Linked DNA regions of Ovis aries: region 2 is linked to region 1. The links are chromatin contacts, called in public Hi-C maps. All regions are on one chromosome and are shown on one strand. Each heading gives the region's core, a stretch centred on a gene start, on an enhancer-like site or on the middle of the called end of the contact. The rest is flanking DNA. Distances are from core to core; before and after follow the strand shown.

Region 1 (7,901 bases), core at 2,637-5,136:
CTCACAGGACCCGAGCGTCCCTTTCGTCCTTTCTCCCCGGGATCATCGCCCGGGGGCGGGGGCCGCCCACGGGAGGAGGGGCCTCGCTGGCAAACCGCGCTGAATTGCCAAGCCCGGCATCTGGACACGTGGGATGCTTTCCCAATCTCGCCGCTGCCTGGGATGCTTGATCAAAGGATATTCTGTAAATAATACGGTGCCACAATAGTTACAAAGCAGGTGAGTCAGGGGAAGAGATTGCTGTTGCCCGCGCCTCTGCCTTGGCACGCTGCCCCCCCCCCCCCCCCCCGCCCCGCAGGTGATGCGGAAGGGAGGTGGGCCTGGAGACACCTGGCACAGCGCTTCCGGCTCCGACAGTGCTGCGTGGGAAGGTGCGGGCGTCCCGCCTGGCACTTCACTCCGGATACCAGGCCTTGCCCTCCTGACCCTGCCGTGTTCCGTCCTCCCCTTCCTCCTCCTCCCCATTCCTAAGCCCTCGTTGTGTTTATCTGTATCTTCATTGTTTCCTTCGGAGAGCCAATAATGGATCAACCGTTGAGCTGTTTGTCCGGTTGCGCAAACGGACTGAGCATTGAAAGAGTTGCCTTAGCTGGGAATGTCATTAAATCCAGAGAGCAGCCGGGGTAAAAACAAGAGTGAAGAATACTGGGGCTCCAAGACAAACCATAAATGACTTCGTCCTGAGCTCAAGGGATTTCAGAGGTTTTAAAAAGCAGTGGTCTTCAAACTGTGGTACAAAGTCCTGGATAACTTCAGTCCCATCAGTTTCCAAAGGCTTAAATGTCCTATCTCCTGTTTTCCAAACTGACCTGCTTGAAGACATGCCTGTGATGGAAGGACATACCGCCTTCCCACCTGTTTCACAGCTGGGTCTCCTGCTTTAAAGATAAAAAGGCACCTTACTATGGCACATCTCCTGCAGGTGCAACAGCTTCTTGGACATCAAATCAACGGACGATTTGAAAAACAGGCAGCAAAATCTTTAATCACAGCCCCAAAGCATGCATCTCATGCATCTTTTTAAGACCTGCATTTTCAGCAAGAATTTTCTTTTTGTTCTGTAATTTTTATCTTAATCAAATAGTAAAGCTTAGGATGTGTATTGTTTTGATCAACCTGCCAATAATTGAAAGATAATCTAAAAGAAAAATATTAACATTTTGATCCCAGGAAAATTTTTAAAATATTAACATACATATTTTTGTTGCAGATAATAAATGATCAATAGGACTTTCCATTATAAATATAAATTACATTAGGATAAAATTCTGTGTAGAATGATAAAATTTCAAGAAGAAAGCAATGTCAAATGTCTGATTGAATTTAAATGGAATATCTTCAAGTATATAAATGCACAATGCTAAGTGTCAAACAACAACAAGAGTGTCAAAGAGTAACATTTAAATGAATGACATAGAAGTTTAAAGAAAGTCAATATTTATAAAATGTCAGATATTACATTCCTCATTCCTTGAGAGTATGATGACAAATTCTAAGTTATATTAAAACTATAGAAGAAGGTACATAATCTTTCTAAAATATTTTTATGGGATATGTAAGCAGAGTAAATTTTTTAAACACTGTTACAGGAGTCTAATAAAAAGCCTGCCACTTTGGTTTCGTAGTGAACAGTTCATTCCCCATCCATTCATTGGGTGACACTCCAGCAGAGCTCGACTGGTGTGGTAATCAGAGACAGGCAGAATAGAGATCCAGCTTTTTCATCAATTCATTTTGTAACCCGTGGCAGTCAGTAAACCTGTCTATCTTTGCTCTTCATCTGTAAAATGAAACGACTGGACAACAGTTGAACAGTTGAACCTGGAAGCTATTCCATCCACTCTGTCACTATATGTTTTTGTTGAATGTCTTCTGAGTTTGTCCTTCTCTTTTCTCCCTCAATCACTGTAAGTCCTTTTTGAGGTAACATAAACACAGTTGGGAGTAGGAAGGAAAACTGGTAACTATCCTGTTTCCTCTTCACTAAAGAGAACGTGCTTCTCTAAGACTTACGGAGTAGAATGAACGGGCAAGTAATCAATTCAAAGAAACTGCACAGCCTTTACGGTAATTTTTGAGACTTCATGGAGAATCCCCTAATCCTGTGAAGTGGAGACTGGTGTACATAGGATTTCCCTTGACACCATGCATTCATAACCTGGAGTCCATGATAGAATCTGAGGGGTTCAAAAACTTGAGTAGAAAAAGATAAATACAGCTTAACTTCAACTAAACTTTTAATTAAGTATTTCCTTCAATTATAGATGTAGGTAATAACCGGAGTGGTATTAGCATTACCGTTTGTTCCTGTGTCACCCGTAAAAATCAGCTTCTTGTCATAGTACAGGTCTCAAAATATCATTTATGCTCTTTACTATTGTGCAATTACGGGCACTTATTAGATTTGGCACTAGCTCCTGTTTACTTTACGCAAAGAAGCGTATGTGTAACTACATACACACATGTACAAAACTATTTCTGTATAACAAAGTTGGTTTTCATATTTTGATAGCTATTTCAACATCATTTCTTCTGTAATCCTCTATATTTTATGAGTTTAAAATTGTTCTGAGAAGCTGACCTTAAGGCTGACCAGACTGCCAAAAGCATCCATCCTTGGCACATCCTCACAAAGACTGAGATTACCCTGGCATGAATACAGACAGAAAAATCATTAACGGGCCACTGGGGCAGCATGGAGCAATTGATAGCAGCCACTCTTAATCTGGAAAACTGCCAATTATGGCTCTATCAGGGTTTCCCTGGTGGCTCAGATGGTAAAGAAATCGCCTTCAATGCAGGAGACCCAGATTCGATGCCTGGGTCGGGGAAGATCCCCCCTGGAGAAGGGAATGGCAACCAACTCCAGTATTCTTGCCTGGAGAATTCCATGCACAGAGGAGCCCAGCAGGCTAGATCCAGTCCAAGGTTCGCAAAGAGTGGACAAGACTGAGTGACTTTCACTTTCAGCTGAGTGACGAACCCTGAGGATCAACCAGGAACACCAACTTAAAGAGAGAGTCGGGGCCGGCTGGGCGTTGGGGGGGGTGGGTAAGAAAAAGAAAAAAAAAAAAATGTTTTTCAGAAATCCCGGAAGCCCAGGGTAAGACAAGAGGATAGGAGGGGCCCACTTCGGGATGCCACTTTGTTACTGGCTACCGAGGGCGATGGAATCGCCAGCAACCCGCTTCCTGTTGACTGCAGACTGCAGCCCTGGCCCGTGCCCACTACCACCATCACCATCCTTCAAAGGGACACACCTTCGAGACAGGGGAACACCAGCCCGACACCACTGAATCAAAGAGCTCCCAACCAGAAAAATCACTCCCACTCTCCCAAATAAAAAAATTGATCTCTTGGCTTTTCGCCAATATCCGACACACCTAAGGGGTTTAAGCGAGCTCGCGTGGGCTCCCTTTGCTCCGGGTCCACCCGGGGGGTTCCGCCGCAGCTGACCGCAAAGTTTCATTCATCCACACCTGCATGTTCAGAAACCGTCGACTGTCAGAAGGGGGCTTCCCGCTTCTCCAGAAGGCAAGCCCCTACTTAGCCCCCACTTCCTTCTCTGTCCCCGCGGTGGGGCGGGGATACGCGGACGCTCTGCTTAGAAGCCGACTCACCCTCTAAAAAAAAAAATCCCCGCCCCGTGCGTCTCTCTGGTTTAAGGACCCCCCCGCCCCCGCGAGGGCTCCGGCCCCCCGAACCCCTCCGGCCACGCCTCAGGCTCCGCCCCCTTCTCTGCGGCCCCGGGTACCTCTCGGGCTCGGCTTCCGGAGAGCGGCGCCGTCGGCTCTGACGTAGCGGCGCGGGATTGGCCGGTCCTCCTTGGCGGCTCGGCTATTGGCCGGAGGCTGGCCCCGCCCATCCCGTCCGCACCTCCCCTCCTAACCCAGGCCCGCGGCCGCCCGGGTTGTCCTCGCGCCGCCGCTTGTCCGCGCGCAGCCCGGCCGTTTGCCTCCCCGCCACCCTGCAGCCTGCGTCCATGGCCACCGCAGCGACCGAGGAGCCCTTCCCTTTCCACGGCCTCCTCCCGAAGAAGGAGACCGGGGCCGCGGCCTTCCTGTGCCGCTACCCGGAGTATGACGGGCGAGGGGTGCTCATCGCCGTCCTGGACACGGGGGTCGACCCCGGTGCCCCGGGCATGCAGGTGCGGCTGCCGCCGAGGGCCCCAGCGCGGGGATCGGGGACGGCGGGGGGACGCGGGCCTCGGAGCCCCGCTGTGCCACCGAGAGCGAGCTGGGCGCCGGGAGGAAGCCTTGGGCTGGGAGGCACGGGGCCCGGGGCGCCCGGGCCGGGCCCCGATGCCGGCCCAGACAAAGCAGCGGGGCCCGGCGCTGTCGTTCGGGGCGCCGATCGCCGACCCCCACCCCCGGGAATCCCCTTTCAGCCTGGGCGCCGCCAGGCCCCGGGGCCGGCGGGCTCCCTCCTGCCCAGCCCAGCGCCCTCCTCCGCCGCCGCGGCTGCCTCGTGGACCCAAGCGGCCAGTGCCCGTTATTTACCATTTTATTATCCTGGGGAGGGTGGTGTGGTGCTGGTGGGGAGGCTACAGAGAAGGGGCAAATCAGAACTTTAAGTGTTTTTTTTTTTTTTTTCCTGTGTTTTCTTACTGTCGTTCGGGTGATTTGATTTGGGGTGGAATGTTGTTTTTTTTTTTTAATCTCGAAACAACGAAAGCCTCCGGTTTCAAGAAGATAGTCAACTTCCGGAATTGTTTCCTCCGGTAGTTTTCTGTGTGCTATTTTTAAACCCTCTTCTGCAGTGTACTAGTTTAGGGTCAGCTGAAACGCAGGGCTTATTAGGCTTTTACGTAGAGAAGAAGCCAATTGAGTTTGTTGTTGGTTTTTTTGTGTTTTTTTTTTTTTGCGAACTCTTCCAGGGTGCATTCAATTATGCTTGCTTTTTTTAATATTTTTCAACCTCAAAATGTAAGACCACGTACTTTGTGATTTTTTAAAAGACGACTTTGTTTGACCTTTGGAATCGCTGAATCAAGGTACCCTTGTGAAAAAGGTAATTTTTTTAAAAACGTTGTATCTCCGTTGAAAGCCTTCTGATTAAAGTTTTCAAAGTTTGGCTTTTGTAAATTTAGCCTTAGACTTGCAGGGAAACCGAGTAGTCAGCAGAACCTCAGCGTTGCTCAAGGTCCCATCTCTTGGACGTCTAACGGGGCTGATTGCTGATCTCTTTCCGTGTCAACCCTTCACCTGTATGGCTTAAAACCCTGAAGTTGAGGAATTCTCTCATGCCTCTGCCCTCTCAAATCCTTGATTGTGTTCTCTTATAAGCGAGATAGCAAGCGTTTGGGAAGTTAGGATGTAATTCAAGGGGAAGAGGAAACAGGTCGACTCTGTAGAGAGTCCCCCCGCGGGGTATCTTGCTTCCTCCCCTTAATTTTTGAGCAGCGGTCTGGAGTGCCAGTCACCTGCTTCTGGCCCTGCCGGGCAGCTCTGGAGCCTCAGAAGAGAAGCAGGTGACACCTTCCTCCTGCGCTGGAGTGGTCCAGTTGTGTTAATAACTACGGAGACTCAGAGCAGTGCCAGCCATCACCTCCTTGAGACTTTATTCCCTGGTAGTAATGGTTTCCATTCCGGGGTGGTGTGTGTGTTTCCTTTTTATAGGGATAAGTGGGAGGAGAACAGCTGGAGGACATGGTTCACTGGCTCTTTTGTCAGGATAATAAGGGGATCGGAAGAGTTTGGAGGAGTACTGTCTGGGGAAAAGACGCTTTTGTAGAATCTCCCAGACCTGCTCATCCCGTCCTTCCGTTCTCTTTGTAAAGTATAGACAGTGACTCTCATCCCACCTCGCTGCTCTGAAAATTGAGACAGTTAGTTACCTGTGACTGTTTAAAGAGCTCAGGAAAAGCGCTCAAGAGACTCATGTTTTTAAGCAAGGCTTAAATAACCTTGAGGGAGTTTATGCTGGATCTTAAACCACCAGCTGTCTGAAGGATAAATGTACGTTAGGTGTGTGTATCCTCAGTTGCTTCAGTTGTGTCCAGCTCTTTATGACCCCAGGGAGCCCGCCAGGCTCCTCTGTCCATGGGAGTCTCCAGCCAAGAATATTGGAGTGGGTTACCATACCCTCCTCCAGGAGATCTTCTCGACCCAGGGATCGAACCCTCATCTCTTACCTGTCCTGTTGTGGCAGGCAGGTTCTTTACCACTAGCACCACCTGGGAAGCCCTTAGGTGTGTGCGTGTAACAATAAATGTTTGCATGACAGTGTATTTGAAGGGAAATGAAAACTTAACACTTACCTTCTAACAGCTTTGAGAGATTGGCCTAAATATGGCCATTCGAGAAGAATTCAGTAAGGTGATTTGCAAACATGAGTGAATTTTTAAGGTTTTTTTTTACCCTCCTTACCTGTAACAAAGGTGTTTTATAGATCTGTGTATGCATCATTAAGGTAAGAAGGTAGATAGAAATAAAGTGGAAGGAGCCAGTGAAATAGGAAGAGACGCTTGAACTGGACATTGGAAAAGCCAGTGAAGTCTGAGCAGAGAACTGGAGGCACGAGGAGAACTCTGAGGAATACGGTGGTGAGTCCCGTTCTCTGGAGACGGCCTCGGGCTCAGTTCTCTTTTGTGACAGCGTGTAGGCTTGTTAAATGCAGAGGGTGGCAGGATGAGAGGAGTAATAATTAAATAAGTGGTTAAGTCTTTTCCGTAGCAGATATTCAGGCATCTAAGGTTTTGCATTAAAAGATGCTGGAGTCGTGCAGACTGTAGCTGGTAACAGAGATTGATCAGGGGGCCAGCCAGAGTTCACGAAGGAGAGACGGAGCTTGGACAGGACCTGGAATTCAGGGGCCTCCCGGCCACCACTGGTCGTCATCCAGATTGCCAGAGTACCCTTCCTTAAAAAATAATAAAAAATCCCGCTATCACACCCTTGCTTAATATCAAACCAACTATTTGGGCCTCCCAGTTGTCTTTACATGAAAACCCCCAGGCCTGAACTTTGCACCTGCCATCGCCACCTGATTCCAGCTCCTTGCGTAACCTTGGTTTGCATCTCAGCACTTCTGTCCCCCGCCCCTGAATCCTGGCTTCCACCAACAACACTCTACCCCTTTCCCAGATCTTCCAGGTCTTTCCCCAGCACATGCCGCTGCACATGGGGTTTAATCTGTCCGCAGGCCTTCTACAGGCACCTGTAAAGGCCTATTTAATCCCGTAACCCACCTTTGGGGATATCTGCTGATTTACTTCCACCATCTCCCACTGCATGCATTGTGTATTTTTGTGTATATACCAACCGCTGTGTCAGGACCTGGGACTTCAAAGAGGGAGAGGGCCCGGTCCCTGCTGACGGTTCCTTTTCCCTCTTTGCTCTTACAGTGGTTTATTCATATTCTCCTGGAGCACTTAGCATTTCATTTTAGTCTCTTGCTTTTCATACCTTTTTCCTGGTTAAGTTAAAATTCCTCGAAAACACCTATCCAGATTCATTTTCTGTGAAACGTGCTTGTGTTAAATGGGAAAAAAAAAAATGCATATGTGTGATTATATCTGTAATTTCCTCATGGGAAAGAAATATATAATTTGGGGACGGAGGTTACAAGTAGTCCTGTAAATGTCTTTCTAATTTCATATTCACTAAAAGATAATAGAGGGGGCTTCCCTGGTGACTCAGTGGTGAAGAATCCACCTGCCGATGCAGGAGACATGAGTTAGATCCCTGGGTCCTCCCCTGGGGGAGGAAATGGCAACTTACTTCAATCTTCCTGCCTGGAGAATTCCATGGACAGAAGCAGCCGGCGGGCTACCGTGGGATCACGGTCAGACACAACTTAGCGACTAAACCACGACTAAAACAAGATAGAGTACAGTGAAGAAATTATGATCGATGTGTGTTTAGTTACTGGTAGTAGGTGCTGCCAGTTTTAAGGTTGCC
Region 2 (7,901 bases), core at 2,171-4,670, 100 kb after region 1:
TTGTATGTTGTGCAGAAAAATCAGAAAGAGTCCTGTGGCAGTTCTTGTTTTTTTTTTTTTTTTTTTTTTTTTTTTAACTAGCAAATATATATGGAATTTATGAGTCTTAAAATGAAATCAGTGAAAATATACAAATTTAGTGGTCAATATGTTCTCCCTTAAGGGGACTATGAATTTTTAAAAAAAAATGGAACTTTAACTTGTATCAAGCTATCGCTTTTAAAAAAGGCATTTGATTGATTGATTGATTGATTGATTGATCTGGCTGTGCTGGGTCTTCACTGCAGCACACAAGATCTTTAGTTGCAGTACGCAAACTCTTAGTCACAGCATGTGGGATCCAGTTCTCTGACCAGAGATCAAACCCAGGCCCCCTGCATTGGGAGGTCAGAGTCTTAGCCACTGGACTACCAGGGAAGTCCCCAAGTTATCACTATTTGCTACAAGTAACAGAATTGCTTTCCCCCAACTCCCCCTTTCTCCTTTTGGAGTTTTCTTGATCCCTTTCTCCCATTTCATCCACACCCCATCTCATATCTCAGACAGCCTTCAAGACTGGTTTTTGTTTGTTTGCTTGGTTTTAGGTTCCACCTATAAGTAAGATCATATGCTTGTGTCTTTTTCTATCTGACTTATTTCACTTGGTCTTCCCTGGTGGCCCAGATGGTAAAGAATCTGCCTGCAATGCAGCAGACCCGGGTTCAATCCCTGGGTCAAAAAGATCCCTTGGAGAAGGAAATGGCAACCCCCTCCAGTACTCTTGCCTGGAAAATCCCATGGACGGAGAAACCCGGCAGGCTACAGTCCATGGGGGTTGCTAAGAATCGGACACAACTGAGCGACTTTACTTTCACTTTTCATATCACTGAGTATAAGACCCTAGAGTTCTATCCGTGTTGTCACAAATGGCAAGATTTCATTCTTTTTTTTAAAGACTGAAATAAATAAATATATCTATGTATATATAAAAATATCTCACGTTTTCTTTGCTCATTTATCCATCAGTGGACAGTTAGGTCGTTTCCCTCTCTTGGCTATCCTGAACAATACTGAAACAGACAAAGTTTCAAATGAGTGTTTTCATTTCCTTTGGATGAATACCTAGAAGTAGAAATGCTGGATTGTTTGGCATTCCTATTTTTAAGTTTCTGAGGAAGCTCCATACTGTTTTCCATAGTTGTGCTCTGGGGAAGCCAGTAGAGAATATTTTAGTGAAAGAATGGAGGCCTTTTAGAATGTGTGTCATGTGGATATTCTCATTTTATCACTCTAGTCATTCAGTTAATTCAACAAATATTTGGGGAAGGAGATTTCTGAGAAGGGGAATAAATAGAGCAAAGGCCCTAGGTAAATGCATATCTGGAACATTCAAGGGACAGAAAGGAGGCCAGTGTGGCTAGGCTAGTGTAGTCAAAGGAAGAGAAATATAAGATGAACTTGGAGGGTTAGTAGAGAGCCAGATTATGCAGGGCCTTGGAGGTTGTATGGACCTTTCTTTCTTTGAATAAGATGGAGATTCATTGGAGGGTTTGGATAGCAGAGAGTGCTTTCAGTATTTTTCTTTGTTTTCAGTTTTCAAAAATTTTATGATGGTGTATCTTGGCATGAATTTCTTCGGGTGTATCCTGTTTGGGAATTTCTCACTGATTCTTTCTTTGGTCATTTGCATTTTTTGCTACTGAGCCCATTCAATGAGCTTTTTAATTGAATTTTTCTGGCAAAATATTTTTCAATTGATTTTTTTATCTATTTCTTTTCTGTCTTCATTTTTTCATTTGTTGCAAGAGTTCTTTTAGTTGTTCACTGGAGCGTTTTTATGATGGCTGCTTTAAAATCTTGCACAGATTCTTGTCTTTTCTCACTGAAGTGAGATGACATGCTCCTGGTTCTTGGGGGATGACAGTAATATTTTCATATATCCTGGACTTTTTTTTCTAGTTCCTCTTTAAATCTTCTACGTTGGCTGTTATTAATAGTTTCCCATTTGGTGAAAGTCTGGGCACCAGCCTCAGTCTGTGGACACTTTACCCCTGGGCTGGGAGGGAGGGGGAGGTGAGTCCACCCTTTACTAGAGGACAGGGCATAGTCCACACTGGCACGGGGCCCAGGGGAGAGAGGAAAGTGTGTGATTTACTTGTGGTATTGATCTCAGGTGGCCTTGGCCTGCAACGGCTTGGAGCGGAGCTTGGGTTCCCAGCCAGAGGTTGAGGCTGGGCCATTGTGGAGAAAGCACCAGATCCTAGCCCCTAGTCCAGTGGTCAGTGACAAGGGCGCTGGCCCTTTGGCTTTGCAGAAAAGAATTCCCACAAAGACAGAAAGCAGTGAAGCAAGTATTTATTAAGAGGAAAAAAAAAATATGTACAGTACATGTGGATAGACACACGGGCAGAGTCAGAGAGAGAGTTGCGGAGTCTTGCCCTCACAGTGGTTTCAGTTCAGTCGCACAGTCGTGTCTGACTCTTTGCAACCCCATGGACTGCAGCAAACTAGGCCTCCCTGTTCATCACCAACTCCCAAAGTTTACTCAAAGTCATATCCATCGAGTCGGTGATGCCATCCAATCATCTCATCCTCCGTCGTCCGCTTCTCCTCCCACCTTCAATCTTTCTCAGCATCAGGGTCTTTTCAAATGAGTCAGTTCTTTGCATTAGGTGGCCAAAGTATTGGAGTTTCAGCTTTAGCATCACTCTTTCCTTTGAATATTCAGGACTGATTTCCTTTAGGGTGGACTGGTTGAATCTCGTTGCAGTCCAAGGGACTCTTCAAGAGTCTTCTCCAACACCACAGTTCAAAAGCATCAATTCTTCAGCACTCAGCTTTCTTTACATGGTCCAATTCTCACATCCATACATGACCACTGGAAAAACCACAGCTTTGACTAGTGGTTTGAATTACTTTAATGGGGCATTTCTTCTGGGTTTCCTTTGGCCAATCATTTTGATTTGCCTGGTTCCCAGACCATATGTGGCATATCTCAGGATCCTCGCATATGCGCACACACACCTCTTAACCAAGATGGATTTTACCCAAAAGGCGTCGCCTCCACGGAGCCTTTTCTGAGCATGCGTGGTCAGGGCGGTCTCCTGACTTTGAGAATAAGGACTATGTGGTCTGGGCGGGTCCCAGCCACCTCGCCTTAAGCGTCCCGCCCTTCTTGTCATGCAGTTTCCATCCGCAGGGGGCGAATCGCCCATCGCTTTACCCTGGGAGAGCCATCCGCCTCTTGCCTCAGTATCTAGAATAGAGCGGGTACTATCAAAAGCACCGTGTCCTGCTCAGCTTCCTCTTTCCTGATCCTTTGGGTACAGACAGCAGTCACTTCATGGGGCTTTTATTTCATCTACTCTTTTGATAGCGTTTCTCTGTGCGTCCAAACCTGTGTCCCGTGGCGACTGGGAATCGGTTTAACTTGTGAGGGAAATAGAGCGACATCTGCTGGACACGGCGTGAACTGCTAGCTCAAGGAAGTTCACGATTATTAAATGGTGCTACATTCCTCTCTATCACGTTAATTACTTTGTGAAGCGGAGGTTTTTAGCTGTTGCAGAAAGAAAAGCAAGTACTGCGCCACGATTAATATGGAGTGTCCAATCTGATTCCTAAAGTTCAAAACGTTGTGCAGTGCCCAACAGGCAGGCACACACATCCCGCTAATACATGTGGTTATATAAGAATGAAATAAAAATATTTTTTTCTTTGAATTTATATATTTTTTCCAAGCAGCTCCTAAGCTGCTGATATAAATCATAATTAAGTCGTTTGAACATATGCTGCTTAATACATTGAGCACGAGATTTTTGCAGAAACTAATGCCTGTGGCCAGCAATTTTGTTACGTAAATAAATATTGAAACACTCCAGTCAGTAATGTTTGGGTAACAAAAGACGTATTAATACATCTCTGGTCAATAAGTTGTTATAATGTGCAGCATTGCTGGCTTATTTATTTTGCCTGAGGGGTGCAATGAAAAAAATCAGAAGCACTAAAGGCATTGAGAGAGTTTGGGAACCTCTGACTTAAGGATGAATTCCTCCTGCTTTCTCTCTTTCTTCCAAGTAATGAATCACACCCTGCATGGGGTGTAGTTGTGTGCATAGAACTAGGAAATCCTCAGACCTAAGTCTTCATCTTGCTTATGACAAACACCGTCTCTGCCTTGTCCTCCCCCAAGTTCCCTCATTACCTTAAAACTCAAACCTAAGTCTCTCTGTCCCCAGTTTTCATGGCACATGGACTACACCGTCACCATCTGTTGTAACTTGGGTCTCTAAAGCCAAGAGGAAACACATGCCTCGGCTCCCCCAGAGACTTGTTTCTAAAAGAAGGCAGGCCGTTCGGGTCACCAGAAGACTTGGCTTGGGTGTCATTTTGCAAATACCCCCTCCACATGGGTAATTCTTGACCAATGTTGTTCAGTCGCTCAGTCGTGTTCAACTCTTTGCAACCCCATGGACTGCAGCACACCAGGCTTCCTTGTCCATCACCATGTCCTGGAGCTTGCTCAAACTCATGTCCATTGAGTCAGTGATGCCATCTAACCATGTCATCCTGTCATCCCCTTCTCCCACGTTCAGTCTTTTTCAGCATCAGGGTCTTTTCAAATGAGCCGACTCTTCGCCTCAGGTGGCCCAAGTATTGGAGTTTCACCTTTAGCATCAGTCATTCCAATGAATATACAGGGTTGATTTCCTTCAGGTTTGACTGGTTTATCTCCTTGCAGTTCAAGGGACTCTCAAGAGTGTTCTCCAGCATCACAGTTCAAAAGCATCAATTTCTTCGGTGCTCAGCCTTCTCTATAGTCCAGCTCTCACACCCATACATGACTACTGGAAAAACCATAGCTTTGACTATACGGACCTTTGTTGGCAAAGTAATGTCTCTACCCTTTAATATGCTGTCTAGGTTTGTCCTAGCTTTTCTTCCGAGGAGCAAGTGTCTTTTAATTTCAGGGCTGCAGTTACCACCTGCAGGCTGGTGGACTATAGTCCATAGGGTTGCAAAAGATAGGACATGACTGAAGCAACTTAGCATGCATCTAACATGTAACTGTGTAACAGCCCTGTGTATGTGTGTGTTGTGTGTGAAGTGGCTTCAGTCGTGTCTGCCTCTTTGCGACCCTATGGACTGTAGCCCACCAGCTCCCCTGTCCATGCAATTCTCCAGGCAAGAATAGTGGAGTGGGTTGCCATGCCTTGCTCCAGGGGGTCTTCCTGACCCAGGGATCGAACCCGAGTCTCTTATGTCTCCTGCATTGGCAGGCGGGTTCTTTACCACCAGCACCGTCTGGGAAGCCCTATAACAACCCCAGAGAACATGTAACCATAGAACAGCCCTATATGGAAGATAAACATATGATAGGCACATAGCGGTAACAGCTCTAGTTTGCACTGCCAACAAGTGACAGGCAATCTTTTTTTAAATTTTATTTATTTTTCATTGCAGGATGCTTGCTCTGTGACAGGGTGCTGGTCTCTGCCTTACATCAGTGTGAATCAGCCACAGGCTTACATATGCCCCCCGTCTCTTGAACAGCCCTCTCAGCTCCTACCCCAGACAGTATTCTGAAACATACTTCACTCTAAATCCCGCATGCTGTGTAATCTACTTAAAGACCTTTTAAGGAACAAGTAGGAATTCAGAGTTAAATAATTTCATTCTGAAATGGGGACACTATGAGCCGAATGCAAGCTATGGGAAACTCTATACAACCAACAACCTGGTTTCTTCGATTTGAAAAAAAATGTCAGGAAAAACAAACAAACAAACAAGGGAATGGGAACCATGAGGAAATGACATTCATGAGAACTGGAAATCATCTGACTAAATATTTGATACCAAGTAATTTCTGTTGCCCCTTAGATAGGAGATGGTTGTTTAAAATAATCTCTCTAGTAGAGATTTGTAAAATGATAAAAATTATATATCTGTGACTTGCTTCAAAACACTAATGGAGAAGTAGAGGAGGCAGGTATGACTAGAGGTTAAAATTTTAAGGCTGAGTGAGGGGCACACGGAAGTCCATTATACTGTTGTCCTTTCTGTGCATATGTTCAAAATTCTCTACAATCAAAAGAAAGAAAAGTCCTCAGAAAAGTATTTTTACTCCTGTGTCTTGTGACACATGACGTTGTTCAGCCCTCTTTGCTCCCTGAAACTGTCTCCCTTTAGTATCTACGTCCCTCTGCCTTTCAGATTGTTCTTTCTCAACCTCATTGATGGGCTACACTTCTTCCAAGTCACCCTGCAGTCACTGGGGTGGGGTGGGGTGGGAAGGGGGCTTTGGCACCTGGGGGCTTCTCCTCTGGGGGCTTATAAGGAGACAGCACAAACTAAAGAGAGCTCTCCTGCACGGCTAGACCAAACCCAAAGTCATTCTCTTTCCCAACACGCCCTCCCAGAACAATAGATTCAAATCTACTGTAGGATGTCAGTTTAGAAAACACTCCATGAGGAAGCCATTTGACTGAATACGATTTTATTTTGCAAAGAATATCATCTTAGCAACCAGCTGTCCTCTGGAGATGAATCTTGAAATGCTAACATTTTTAATGAACTAAGCTGAAGGACTCTAACAGTGATTCCAACAACTTTTTGGATGAGTTCCATATGCTGTAAGAAGTTGAAATCTTGGCCACCAGGGGAACTCTGAAGTTTCTCTTCCGTAAAGTTTTGGGGGGAATAGTCCAGCGAATGGTTTGGGGTATAATCTCCAGCGAGTCTGCTGGTATACAGGCATAAAAAAATGGCTGGTTTTGTTTTTTTTCAGAATGGAAGCTGATATCCTCTTGATGAGGTTTTGCTGATGATTTGTATTTACTTGGGAAATAATCTGGTCTTTCTGATGCATAAGCCCTCACATCCTTCCTTCTTGTGTGTTTCTCTTTACTCTTTGTATAACTGTCATCACATTCCCAAGGCATGCTGTTCTTTCTAAAGAAGTCCAATTTGGCCTTCCTTCTTTCTCTGCTTTCTGAATGCCTGTGAGGTTTGCCTTGGCTTTTTGCAAGATGTAATTTAATATTGGATTCTGTTAAGGGAACTAAAGAATTTTTCCCGCTTACTGTAGTCTGTGAAAGCGTCTCCCCATTGAAAGAGATGGAAGAGGATACAGATGGAACCTCAACGGTATTCAAGGAGCTGTGACACCACGGGTCAGGGGGCCGCATTTTGGAGGACCACCCACGTTTCCTGCTTTCTCGACATTCATGAGATGATGGCGTCATTTTGGAGGATGATCTGTGTTTCCTGCTTCTGTGGGATTCATAAGAAGGTGGTGTAATACTGGAGGACCTGTTCATCCTGCTTTTATGGGATTCGTAAGAATGGGGTGTCACAATTGACGAATGTTGTCGATGACCTCGAAGATGCTGGGGACCTGAATCTTCACTGTAAAGTGGTTTCAAACCCATTTTGACTTTCTTCTTCTTGTAGAGATTTTCCACAGGTATGCCTTTCTGTAATTCAAATAGAATAGTCTCCGCTTCCTGCCTTAAATAAGGGGTGGCATCTAAAAAGATACAGTCTTCACTCTCATGTACATCATGAGCTGAGCATTCCTCCAAGTTATCTGAATTCTCAATATCTGTCTGACTGTCAGTAAAATCTTCAGAATTCTGAATTGAATGGGAACCGCCTGCATCCTGAGCCTTTTTCTGAATCATTAAATCAACAGATTCATATGCACTTGTTTCTTGAAACCATACATGACATTGTTTATCTTTTTCTGGAGTCACATGAGATTTTAACTTAGAAAGAGCCATGGTATCTTTCTGCACTGTGCTGTGTTGATCAGGGTCAGGGGCACACACCTGGGTAGGTGCCAAGAAATTTCTGGCTAATGATGAGTTTTCATGGAAACTTTGTGTTTTGAAAGGGATATGTTCTAATGGTTGTGTATTAAT

The links. A called contact is a pair of places that touch in the nucleus more often than the background predicts.
Region 2: a contact with region 1 is called in a Hi-C map of liver, with 7 times the contacts expected there. The contact joins the enhancer-like site here to the promoter of TPP2 in region 1. A contact is called at or near these places in 13 of 16 Hi-C or Micro-C datasets (blood, hypothalamus, liver and 6 more).

The regions. Positions count from the first base shown.
Region 1 is chr10:78,203,367-78,211,267 of ARS-UI_Ramb_v3.0, forward strand. TPP2 (tripeptidyl peptidase 2) reads left to right here and starts at 3,887. Exons shown (of 28, transcript XM_042255043.2): 1 at 3,887-4,147. The coding sequence starts at 3,983. It overlaps LOC121820468 (a long non-coding RNA gene), which reads right to left and starts at 3,742. Exons shown (of 2, transcript XR_006061018.2): 1 at 3,384-3,742; 2 at 959-3,031.
Region 2 is chr10:78,306,976-78,314,876 of ARS-UI_Ramb_v3.0, forward strand. CCDC168 (coiled-coil domain containing 168) reads right to left here. Exons shown (of 4, transcript XM_060394209.1): 4 at 6,459-7,901. The coding sequence ends at 6,546. Among named protein-coding and RNA genes, the nearest start is that of METTL21C, 29 kb to the left of the region's middle. Within about 2 kb of position 3,421, at least 6 of the 54 cell types and tissues checked have an H3K27ac peak or open chromatin away from gene starts, as enhancers often do. A contact at or near this core is called in liver, where this site is marked.